2 separate regions of the Gossypium arboreum genome follow, and region 1 is linked to region 2. Evidence: chromatin contacts called from public Hi-C data. All regions are on one chromosome and are shown on one strand. The core of a region is the stretch at or near the end of the contact, and the rest is flanking DNA. Distances in the headings are between cores, read along the strand shown. Region 1 holds the start of LOC108479794 (pentatricopeptide repeat-containing protein At3g50420). Region 2 holds the start of LOC108478551 (dof zinc finger protein DOF3.4-like).

Region 1 (6,586 bases), core at 2,838-5,337, 310 kb before region 2:
CTCCAATTTGGACTAAAATTACAATCCATTCAAAAGATAAATGCTTTTACGGGATTTTGAGTGTTAGATCCATGGGGTTTTAGTTATAACTAGCGAAAATATATATATAAACAACTCATAATCTATGAAAAAATAGTGTATCATATTATCAAGCAAGAACCAAAAATTTTAAAAAGAGAAACACAAAGAAGTATGAGAGTAAAAGAGATTAAAGGGAATACACACACACACATATGCATATATATATATATAAGAAGCAAACAACAAAATCAAACCCATAAAGAGAGGCAAAGATGAAAGAATTTGGGTTTAGGGTTTAAGACCAAAACTTGGATAAAATTAGTAAGATGAAGGAAATTTTTAGATAAGAAGAAAATCTGTAAGAGAGAAGCAAATATTGAAGCAAATCGTACCTGGAGAGAGCTTTTAGAGACGTGAGAAAGAAATTGTAAAATGTCTTACAAGCTTTCAACCCGTAAGTCAATTTATGCAAAATGAGTGTTATTTTCCATTGACCTGCAAAAAAGTTTTTGTTGACTAACTTTCTTTTCCTCAGACAAACATCAGAAAATGATGAGAATGTTTTCCAAAAAAAATGAAAACAGGGAAACAAAGAACCCTTATAGACAGCTCAGTTACCTGACTAGGGCTTTCATTCCTCAGAACATGTATTCGTCCTACTGTTTAAAGCACAATTCCTGAAATCTTTCTAGGCTGCAATTGAAGCAAGAGACAGAACTTCTATAAACATATGAAGAGCCTTACAGTATTGATGAAAGGAATATACCATAATAGGAAAATGAAGTACCGTTTAAGAAGAACTTCTGGGTTGTACGGGAACAAGTTCTTCAGGTGAAGGTTCTCCACGGACTTTTTCAGAGAAAGCAAACAACCTTTGGCTAGCTCATACATTTGTTTCGTGTGTCTATATTCAAGGTTACCATTAAATTTCTTCTCTAGGGACAAAGGAATCGTTTTCACAGGTCCAGATGACGGCTCTATCTTAAAATTGGAGCTTTCTGACAAAATTTTTCTTCTCTTGCTAGATAATTGATTACTTAGTTTCCCGTAAACTGAAAACTCCATAAATGTTTGCCATGAATCACAAACGATGCGCAAGCACCTACACAATAAACAAAAGGCCACACCCCAGAAGAAAAGTATGACAAGTTATATTGAATCAGATGTAAAAAGGAAATGAACAAAACAGCTGTCTTATCAAGCTACCTTGTGTGGACAAGTTTAAGAAACAGCATGTTGTAGATGGAAACTAAAATAAATACCTTAAGAGATACTCTGCACAGCTAATTCCTGTGTCTTTCGAGATAAGATAATCAAGAAGAACTTGATGATCATAGTGCAACTACAGATGATGAACAGAAACACATAACATCAGGGATTATCTATGACCTACTCAAATAAAAGAAATAGAAACATATTTTTCCCATTGACATTTTTTTTATTGGACAACAAAATTGGAGCCTGGAGTGCTTATAGCAAGATTAGGGCATAAAAGACTTGCCTCTGCAAGGAAGAGATGAAACAGGCATATGGGATTAAAAATATATGAAACATGAAAAAGAACATCTTCCATCTCATCTTGAGGTGCCAGCCTTTCTTTGTGAAATCTGTAGACAAACCAAGAAAAAGGTCAAAGAATAACCGAAGAAAAATCATTAAACAAAATGATGGTAACAACAAGGATATTTGTGCTCACTGTTGTTCTTCGCAGGCTTGTAGAGAAAGCAATTCCAAGAGAAATTTGAATAATATGTCATCCTAAGACAAAAAAGGAAATACAAAATGGCACCCTAAGAAAGCCTAGATGAGGAAAAAAACAAACAAATAGCTAGTTCTAGAGCAACTAATAAACTCTTTATGCACAAATAATTGCAGTAAGCTTACAAAAATAATGATAATGATGCACTTTAATTTTCAGGAAAAGGAACACGCAAAGAGACAAAGGAACAACACATAGTGTTTAACAAAGTTTCAATGCTGCAGCAAACTGACCTCATGCGTATACAGTTTGAGGAGGGAAAATGAGAAGTTTATGGACTTCTCCCTGTACATTTCATGGGCAACAAGCTTATCGACCAGAACATGTCCCGAAAGCCATGCATAAAGCTCTAATAAACCTTTCTCTCTACCATAACAACTGTGCTCTGAAATTGCATCAACATCTATGGATGACTTCACAGTTGCACTAGAATAATGCTTCCTAGTGGCTTTTCCAAGATTTATCAAACTGAAGGAACACCTCAAGAAAAGAAAAATGGCCTGTCTTTGTAAATGGCGAGAGTGCATGCTATGCACCTCTCCATCAAAATTACTTAACATAAAAGGAGAGTCCTCTAGAGAATCATCCTGATTCATGACATCAGTTAAAGGTTGATACAAAAGGTCTTCAAAGTATCTATGGAGAAGCTGCAACCAGGAAACAAGAACCAAAAAATCTAGGGGTATTTGTAAACTAAGTCTGATCATCAAAACCTGCAAAATGCTTAAGTCAATCAAATTAGACTGCTTGTATGTGAAAGTAAAACAGGATTGGTTAGCAGCAAAACATCTACATTCACATACCAATAATTTGTGGCTGAAGTACCGAGAGATGCACGTGTTGACACATTTGCCTTCCTTGCGAAGGCACCAATATAGAAGTTTAGGCACTAGGTTGATAATTTTGGAAAGAATCACATTCTTATCTAGGGAATCGTCTAACCCTTCCACAAAACTAATTTGGTCAACAAATGAAGATAGTAGCTGAATAAAATTCCCCAAGAACAAAGTATTCCGTTCATCATCTTCACCACCATTTCCACCAAAGATCTCGTCCATTGAATCCCAAGGCACATTCGAAATGAAAAAGCTTATCGAATTTAAAAGCACAAGAACAAGCTCATCATCACACTCTTCCTTCAAAAACTTCAGTATATTTCTTAATGTGCGGATAATTCCAGCTACTGTAAACAAGCTGGTATTTTTCAACTTAGATTTAAATAAACCTACAAGATTCAATAAGTCAGAACCAGAACCTCCAGCTCCAGTTATTGAAGGTTCAAAAGAACACGAAGATATGTTCGAGATTGATAATTCTAAGCATATAGAGAGCGAATGGATAAAAAATTCCCAGGTTTTTACCTACAATAACAAGAAAAGAACCTAATAAAAAGGAGGGAAAAAACAAACTTCAAAGTTATAAATAAAATCTTTAAATTGATTAACATACAGATGAGGCTAGAAATTCAGAGAAGGTAACGAGCACATTGCCAGCTAAATGTTGAACGTATAGGCTTTCCAGAGTTAACAAAGGAATCTGAAAGGAAAATTTGAGAATTAATGTGATTTGGCGATTTGGGATTTCAAGAAAAGACTACAAAAATTAACAAAATAGTAAAGAAAAAGAAAGTACCAGGTGAGATATTGATTTGGATAAACAATGGGGGTTTTGTGAGTTTGGGTTTAATGGAGAAGATATGTGAGCCGACGGAATCAAGCGGCGAATTTCATTTGAGACCTGAAAATAGAACCAGACAATAGAGTTAAGTAATGAAAGGAGGTTCAATGTAGGAGTTTTAGAGAAGAAGAAAAGAGGGGAACCTGAGAGAGAATGAGAAGAAGGTTTTTCTCTTCTTGTTTGCTGAAAGACAAATTCTCTGATACCTAACATAGCAAAAGTAATAACAATAAGATTAAAGAGAGAAAATGAAGGGGAAATTGAAATTTTGGAGGAGAATGGAACGGACGGTGAAAGGATGGAGAGAATCGTTGATCAGACGGCAGATACGAATAAATTGAGACTCAGTGAGCGACGGTGAAGACATTTTTTTACCCATTTTTCTTAAAGAACCGCAATGTTGTATTTATATACAAGTGTAAAATTACCAAGTTGGGCAAGTTTTATACTTTTATTGAATTCATTGTCTTTCTTTAATTTAGGAATCAAATTGAAAGGAAAACAGTAAATCCAACCCAATTTTTCATCTTCGGTAATGTTATTTTAGTTATTTATTTACTCATTCATTTATTTCTAAGAACAGGGTTTGAGGATCGATCCACGACACAGAATTGTTTGGGGGACCGAACACTGTACTTAGGATTGATTCAGTTCATAGAGTTGCAGAACTGAGAAACCTCCTTGGCCGCGTGCATGCTACCGTCATACGAAAGCTGCTATCTAGCGTCCCTCGTACAAAAATGCAGCTCCATAACAACAGTCAAAAAAGCGCGTCAACTCCACGCTTTCCTACTGACCACCTCCACAACATGCCTCCACTCCCCGTCCCCCTACCTCCACAACAACCTTGTATCTATGTACTCTCGATGCAACTCCCTTTCAGATGCCAAGAAAGTGTTCGATAAAACTCCCCATAGAAATGTAGTTTCATACAATGCGCTCATTTCCGCGTATTCTCGATCTATAAACCATGCTAATTTAGCCTTTGGATTGGTTTCCCAGATGGGTTTTGAGTGTTTAAGGCCTAATGGTGCCACATTCACGAGCTTGTTACAAGCTGCTTCATTGGTTCAGGATAGATTGATTGGTTCGTCGCTACATGCTCTTCTTCTGAAGTCTGGATTTCTAGGTGATGTTTGTGTTCAAACTTCGTTACTTGGGATGTACTCGAATTTTGGGGATTTGGTATCTGCTAATGAAGTTTTTGCTGGCATAGATGGCAAGGATGTCGTTTCTTGGAATTCTACAATATTTGGATACTTGAGGAATGATAAGATAATGGAAGGGCTGGCTCTCTTTTTTGATATGATGAAGTTTGAGGTTTTTCCAACTCCATTTACCTATTCCATGGTGTTAAATGCTTGTGGTAAGTTGGGAAATTATGAGTGTGGGAAAACTATCCATGCCCGAGTTGTCGTTTCTAATATAGTAGTTGATTTACCTTTGCAAAATGCCTTGCTTGACATGTATTGCAATTGTGGTGATATTGAAATGGGGTTGAAGGTTTTTAGCAGGATTCAAAACTTTGATTTGGTTTCTTGGAATTCAATGCTCGCGGGATTGGCAGAGCATGGAGATGGCATAAGAGCCATGGAGCTGTTTGTTGAGTTGAAGGGAATGTATTTTCTTAAGCCTGATGAATACACTTTTGCTGCTGTCATTTCTGCAACTAGTGCACTCTTGGCATCTGATTATGGGAAGCCCCTGCACGGTCAAATTACAAAATCAGGTTTGGAAAGTAGTGTTTTTGTAGGAACTGCCCTTGTGTCCATGTATTTTAGAAATGGTGGTAGTGAATCTGCTCAGAAGGTTTTTAGTATGATCTTGAAGAAAGATGTGATGGTTTGGACTGAAATGATTATGGGTTATTCTAGATTGGCTGATGGGGAGAGTGCTATTAGATTGTTGGTTGAAATGTGTCAAATGGGGTACAAAATTGATAGCTTTGTTCTCAGTGGTGTATTAAGTGCTTGTGCTGACCTTGCAATGCTAAAACAAGGTGAGATGATTCATTCTCAGGCTATAAAATCTGGATATGATGTTGAAATGTCTGTTTGTGGTAGTCTGATTGACATGTATGCCAAAAATGGAAACCTTAAAGCTGCTCAATCCATATTTTCATTGGTTTCTAACCCTGATTTAAAGTGTTGGAATGCAATGCTTGGGGCATATAGCCTACATGGAATGGCAGAAAATGCCCTGAAGCTATTCGACAAGATTCTAAAACATGAACTAAGACCAGATCAAGTAACATTTTTGTCTCTACTATCTGCTTGTAGCCACAGTGGCTTGGTTGAGAGAGGAAAGTTATTATGGGGTTTTATGAAGGAAAGTGGTTGCACTGCAGGACCCAAGCATTATTCTTGCATGGTGAGTTTGCTTTGTCGAGCCGGATTATTAGACAAGGCAGAGAAGATAATTATAGAATCACCATATAGTGAAGATAATTTGGAACTCTGGAGAACATTGCTAAGCTCTTGTGTCACTTTTAGAAACCTGGAAAAAGGAGTTCATGCAGCGAATCAGGTTTTAACGGTTGATTCAAGAGATAGTGGAACCCATATCTTGCTTTCAAATCTTTATGCTGCAACAGAGAGATGGCAAGATGTTGCAGAAATGAGGAGAAAGATGAGAGGCTTGATGTTGGAAAAGGATCCTGGGCTAAGCTGGATTGAAGATAAGAACATTATTCACATGTTCACGTCTGGAGATCAATTGCATCCCCGGGTTTACGATGCAGAAGCTGAACTCCATAGGTTGCAAGGGAACATGAAAAGATCAGTAACATACGATTTCCTTTCATGTTTCTAGTTTGACAACAGAAATTCAGAACTAAATGTGATTTTGCCCATGATGTTTTATATCTTCACACGAATAATAGTTTCAAATATTACTTCTCAAAAAATAGAAAAAAAATCCTACAATGTGTGTTCTACAATATTACAGTAATAAGGATCTTGTAGCAAACAAATCAATGCTGGAATGACTGAAAATAAGATCAGGATATTCGACAAAGCTAACATCTTGTTTTCCTGGATATCAACAACATGCGTACAAGATCAACTCAAGAGCTAATGACATTGCACTTAAAGGAATATACTGGGTATAGATACTGTCAAAACGAAATAT
Region 2 (6,479 bases), core at 2,683-5,182:
TTCGAAGGCTGATACCGTCGTCGACGCAAGAGGAATCTTAAGCAGGGGCAGCAACTATACGGTGCAGTAAAGGTGATGCTCCTTTTAGAGCGATGACGGTTGTTGTTATTACACAACCCATTAATAACTACAACTGTTATCGCGCCAACTTGAGTTTGACCTTTACTATGCCGGAACATTCGCTCTCCTTCTAAGAGCCCTTTTGTGTCCACCTCGATGTCGGGCTTCGGACAATAATGAAAGGTTTGAGATAGCTGCTTGGAAATAAATAAAGAAATTACGTTGATTGCACCAGAAGTCTCCAGAGTTTTTCCGTATGATTATGGCCTCAATCTTATGTATAGTATATATAGAGCATTGTTTGCGGGTATCGAAAAAGCTTGAACTCCTAACCTAGTAACGACCGTCACCTAGCCCCCCAGTTATACTCAAACCCATGACCGCATCACGGCCATCAATTGGGACCTTTACATTGACTTTGACCCCTCATTGTATCAAGCATTATTAACTTGAAACCGGATTTCCGCACAATAGGTTTCTATAGTCATGGTCCTATCCCGCCATGACATATGAAATTTATGTGTGCTGAGGCGCGTTATCACATCCCCAACCCCTCAAAACTACCTAAGAATTTTCGTCGAAAACCCTGAATGCTTTGAAAATACACTAAACCTTAAACAAAAATCCTAATAAAAAACCCTAACCCTAATAAAATAAAAACCCTAACCTTAGGAGAGAGAACAAGAAAGCTCGTCTAGTTGGACGCGCTTTCTAGCAAAAATAACATATATCTCTAATTAAAATTAAAACTAGCCCAAAACCCTAATTTAAAAAAAAAACGGCCTATAGGCCTTATTTTGCCAATTATATTTGTTAATTTATTAAAGATACAATCTAAATATCACTTATTAATATATTAATAGTCTTTTTTTTAATTTTAAAACTTTAAATACAACTCAAATATGATTTGAACCTCAAATGTTGTTATAGGTGTATAACAACCACCTACCCATTTTTCTATAACATTCAAAGTGTTAATGAGAAAATTGCATATATAATATTTCGAGGTGGATTGAGTTGGAACAGAGGATGCTAGAATTTAAAATATGGCTTCCTTTGGATAGACGATGTGTTTGGCTCCACTGAGGTTAAAAACAGCGGTGGTGGCGAGGTTAATTACTGTAGCTGTAAGATTGGATAGTAAACAGTGTGATTAAAAACAATGGTGGTGAGTGTTTGGATTTAAACGCAATAGTAGAGGTGAAGTGAGAATAGAAAATGATTATTAAGGACAATAGAAAATTATTTTATTTTTATAAAATTATCATAATATTTTTATAAATATTTTTAATTAATTTTTATAATAATTTAAAATTACTAAAATAAAAATAAAAGATATTAAATAAATATATTGATTTATTTAAAATAAAAATCATCTAAATTATTTTAAAAATTTAAATGAAAACTAATAAATAAAACTATAACCATTAAAAATAAAATAAAGGGAGACAAAATTGGAAATATACTCCAGTGGATTTCTTCACCAGATCTTTTCTTGCCACTGAAAGATTTTGGTCCCACTGATGATTGGAGTAGTGTATCCAAACAGAGGCTGTGATGCGTCCATTACAATCACACCTCACCGGAGGCTATGGAGCTCCAAGACATGCAAGTAGGAGCCATCGTTATTTATAACTTAATTCATGTATTTCAATTGAGATTGGCATCGGAATGTGACATGTTAGTATAGAGTGTAGACCTCTAAATTCACGCCGACGGTTGGAGCTTTTAAGTTCGGAACATTATATTTAATAGGAGTAAAGCGTATTGTAGGTGCATACACCAAAAGGGAAAAAATCTGCAATTTTGGGGGGTTGCATTTACAACATGAGATCTAGCTTCTGCACTGAATTGAATTTAACCGCCAAAAATTAATTTCTTGCAGCTCTGTCCAAATGTTTATCTACTTCTATAATGAATTCGACCCATTTTTTTCTTTTTATAATGAATTTTGGGGTCTTGCAGGTTTTTGAGATCTAAAATCAGCTCCAACTTTTTAACTACAAATAATACCAGAGAGCTTGCTTTCTATATTTCATGTCAAATGCAGCTTCTGGAAATGTTACCCTATTTCTGAAATTTCAGTTTGGTAAAAAGGAAGATTGGTTTTCCATGAAAAGCTCATAGCTTTGGCATCACAACATACTGACAGTGATGAATATGGTTGAAAGACCCTAACCTTAAGCTGAAGCTAAATATTTGGTTTGTTGAAATAAAATCAAGTGCAATAAAGATGTGGAAGTAGATTGCAATTTGCTTTAGTTGTTTCTAAGATCAAGACCGGTTCTGCAAATCTTCTATCTGCCTCACAAATTCTTCAAACTTCAGCATGGGGATGTCTCCTTGTAAAATAACTTCTTCTAAGGCACGTTACTGAGTGGATAAGGTTTAACTGGCAACCCTTTTTTCGGTTAAACAAAAATAAGTGAAAATATATTAGTCATCATCTTAAACAACAGTGCTATCTAATATTCGAGCAAATTAAAAGGTGGGGCATGTCAACACCAACAACTACGCACTCATCATTTTGATTTCAGCCATGTCTCTACACAGATAGAAATGGTAGACAAAACAAACCAAATCACATAGCATTGAGTCATCAAAAAGAAGAAGAATATATCATAGTCCTATTTCTACTCTACTTAGATATTGCTAATAATATACTCTCAGCACTCATTAATTCACCTTGTGCTAGGAAAAAGAAAAAGAGAAATGAAAAAGACGAGGAACCGAAAACAGAAGATTCACTTGAACCCATTTCCTGGGGTTGAAATAGCAAGTTCAGGCCAAGAAAAGCAATCCCCGCCATCAACAAACCCAGTTTCTCCACCTTCAAACTGCCATGGGTTCCCCATTCCCGTAGCAGCAGCGGCCCCACCACCGTTGGCACCAACAACGGCTGCTCCATCTCCCATTCCTGAAAAGGCCCAGATTCCTCTCCCAAGCCCGAACCCAACATCCTCAAGTGCTGGAGCAATACCGAGCCCAAACCCACCAAGAGCCAGAAAACCAGGCCCTTGTGTATTCAACAAGGAGGTAAAACTTCCACATATGTTTCCATTACCACCCCCGTTGCCTTTCGACTCTCCACCAATACCAAAACTTCCTTGGTTGGCCGAGATTGGCAACAAAACCGGGGTGGCAGGTAATGGGAAGTTATTATGAGTAGTTGCGGTGGCATGGGTGTTGGTGCGAGAACGCTTAGCGTTTTTCTTGGTGCCACCGCCAACAGGGATGTCCCTGAGGGTACCACCATGAGTCCAGTAACGACGACAGGACTTGCAGAAATGACGAGGCTGAGAAAAATTGTAGTTGTTATAGTAGCAGAACTTAGTATTAGTGGAGTCACAACGTGGACAAGGTAGCTGCTCTTGTTCTGGTGGGGGGGCTCCCGGGTTTAGGACCTTGCTTAAACGCCTGCTTTGATCTCCCGATTCTGATGGCATTTTCAGACCAAAACAAAAATGGCTTCACCTATAGTGGTATGCACCTTGTTTTAAGACTTTGCTGCTTATGTTGCTTGGCTTATATGGAGCTAAGGGACAGAGAAGGGATGGATTTTATGGGAGGAGAGGTAGAGAAGAGAATCTGGTGGACAGTGAAAACAAGTTCTGAAGGTTATATGAGACATGGAGAGAGAAGAAAGCAGGCTTTTACAGTGTTCTGTTAGGCACGACAGATGGATCAGTCGGCTAGACAATGGGGGGTCTGATTAGGGTCGGCTCTATCAACTAGGAATACGGCTTTGTGTTGTTTAACTGCACTGATTTAAGTTGCTGTGTTTCCTTTTTGGATTTTTCTTAGCTATTTTGGCGTTTGTAAACCGATAATCATCGGATGGATAAGCAGTCAAATAAAGGGGGTCCCATTTGGTCTTGTATTTTGGTTTGTGTAATGATGTCGCACTTGTGGATGATGACAATTTAGTAGTTCTTCTAAGTGTACCCATTACAGTCCGCAAAAACTACGACATTAATGATGGTGGTATTTTAAAGTAAATATTGAAGCAGTGTGAAACAAGGGCCTGGAATGTGGATGGTATAAACATAGGGTTCAACTAAAATTCTAGGCAATAACAAATTTCTCCCCTATGATAGAAAAATATTCAAGCTTTGAGGGGACATTCCAGCAGAGATGAAAACTACAGCTCAGAACTTTATCAATATTCAACAATGTCTGCTTAAGGGTGTACATATAAAATAGGGTTTATGAATTCCTCCTCTTCACCTTAGATTCCTTTTTCGATACAAAATCTAATTAGAAGGAAGAGAAGGGATTACGCTGCACTTCAATATTGATTTTTGCTTCCAACTTTCATCCTTAGTTATACATCCTTCCTACTATATTATTCATGGCTCTTTTTTAAATTTTTAAATAATATTTTAGTAATTTTTTTCATATCATTAATATATAATTTTGATATTTTTTTATCATAAACCTTAAACTTCGAACCTTAAATACTAAACTTCGATCCTGAACTTACAACTTAAAATTTTGAACTCACTTAAGATTTGGGATTTAAAATTTAATGTTTTGAGTTTAATATTTGAGTTCGGAGTTTAAGGTTTAAGGTTCGAATTCAAATTGATAGTAAATTTTTTATCAAAATTATATGTTAATGACATGAAAAAATTATTAAAATATTATTAAATAATTAAAAGAGATCATAAATGATAAGAAGGAAATAGTTCATGAGCTAATTTCTCTTAATTTTAGGTAGCACCTCATGCTTATTTGTAATATCTAAATTTAGGTAACACATTTTAGTAATTGAAAATTATTGTCGAAGGACTACTCCAATGATTGATAAAGTATATAATTTTAATCTATTTATTATATTTTCCTTAAATTATATAAACAATATTTATATTTTATTCATTGTGATTTGGGTGAAAAATGGAAAAAATATAGTAGCATTTTTAATTAAATAAAATAGAATTTTGATAAATGTTGCATCAAACTTTTAAGTTAGTTTTGAATACCTTCCTATGTTTTTCCGGAAACAATTTTGATTTTTAATTTCTTTCAAATTAGTAAATTATAAGTCTAAAAATAAAATAAAATTTTATAGCTTAAGTTACAGAAACAATGTTATCTTGAAAATAAAATCCACAAAAACATAGTAAAAGATAAAATAAATTTTAAACTTTTTTTAAACTTAAAAAGCATAATTTAAAAATATATAAGAAATTATACATTTATGAAGAATCCAGAACGTGAGTTTTTAGGTAGCTAAGGGAAATTTATTATTTTGTGATAAAAATAGCTCCCTATTCCAAATTAAACTTGTGGTGTCGCCATCATCCTAAAGAGAAGCATGGCAAAGATAGTAAAATATTTAGGAAGTTAAAAAGAAAAAGAGTAAAGGAGAGATGGAGCAGCGTGATTGAGAGGGATTGATGGGTGGGGACAGTAGAAGAAGGGAAGAGAGAATAAAGAGTGGGGGACAGCGTGGGGAGCAATTATTGGGTCTCCCCTCTGATTTGGGAAGCGTCATGTCCGCATCAGATTCCTCCTCCGTACCGCATTTCTCGCCCTCACCTTCTTTATTTCTTCCTCCCTCTACCACCAATCAACGGCTCCTATTTGGTGCTATAATTTTATATCAAGATGCACGAATATTTTACCCGATACTTTTTAAGAGGAAATTTCATTCACTAATGAGATAGTTAAATGTTAATGTTTGTTTAAATTTTTTTATTTCATATTCTTTTAAATTTTAGTATTTTTAATTAATATTTTAATATATTAATTCTTTTGATTAGATGGTTATGATTTCATCTTTTAGTCTCAAGTTTGATTTTTTATAAATATTTTAATATGTATTTTTTGTTTTAAGTTTGTTTTTTTATTTTTAATTAATGTTTATAATTAATAAATATATTATTTTCAAGTTTTATATTTTTAATTAATAACTCTTTTATTAATAAAATTAAATAATAAAGATATAATTATTTTTAAAAATATCAACTAATTTTTAGATATATATAATATGTATTTTATTCGCCTATATCATGAGTATGGTGATTTCTAATATTATAAAATCATGTAATTATTTTAAATATCATTGTTTTTTCATCTACGTTGTGAGTATGATATTAAAATATTTTTATAGGTGAAATATTTCAAATAATCATTTTAAATATACATACAAAAATATATAATATGTCAATTTACTACACTCATGATAGGGATTGAAATAAATATTACACATATAAAAGTTATATGTACTAAAAATAATTATATTTGCAATAATTTATTTCATTTTATAAATAAAATAGTTAATAATTAAAGATAAGAAACTTGAAAAAAATATTTATTAATTTATAAACTGTAATTAAAAATAAAAAGTTTGAAACAACAATAAATAAAAATACATATTAAAATATTTATAAGAGAATTCAAACTTGGGACTCAAG

What was found. A called contact is a pair of places that touch in the nucleus more often than the background predicts.
Region 1: a Hi-C map of leaf shows a contact between it and region 2, with 2.7 times the contacts expected there. The contact joins the promoter of LOC108479794 here to the promoter of LOC108478551 in region 2. A contact is called at or near these places in 2 of 5 Hi-C or Micro-C datasets (both in leaf).

What each region holds. Positions count from the first base shown.
Region 1 is chr12:18,169,007-18,175,592 of ASM2569848v2, reverse strand. It overlaps LOC108479794 (pentatricopeptide repeat-containing protein At3g50420), which reads left to right and starts at 4,087. Exons shown (of 1, transcript XM_017782585.2): 1 at 4,087-6,492. The coding sequence starts at 4,151. The coding sequence ends at 6,268. LOC108476553 reads right to left here and starts at 3,871. Exons shown (of 13, transcript XM_053022757.1): 1 at 3,747-3,871; 2 at 3,601-3,663; 3 at 3,413-3,517; 4 at 3,230-3,316; 5 at 2,584-3,141; 6 at 2,014-2,493; 7 at 1,718-1,779; 8 at 1,523-1,628; 9 at 1,284-1,363; 10 at 809-1,123; 11 at 640-714; 12 at 1-516. The coding sequence starts at 3,836. The coding sequence ends at 678. It overlaps LOC108479795 (nuclear pore complex protein NUP58), which reads right to left. Exons shown (of 6, transcript XM_017782588.2): 6 at 6,314-6,586.
Region 2 is chr12:17,855,034-17,861,512 of ASM2569848v2, reverse strand. LOC108478551 (dof zinc finger protein DOF3.4-like) reads right to left here and starts at 3,932. Exons shown (of 1, transcript XM_017781011.2): 1 at 2,559-3,932. The coding sequence starts at 3,506. The coding sequence ends at 2,805.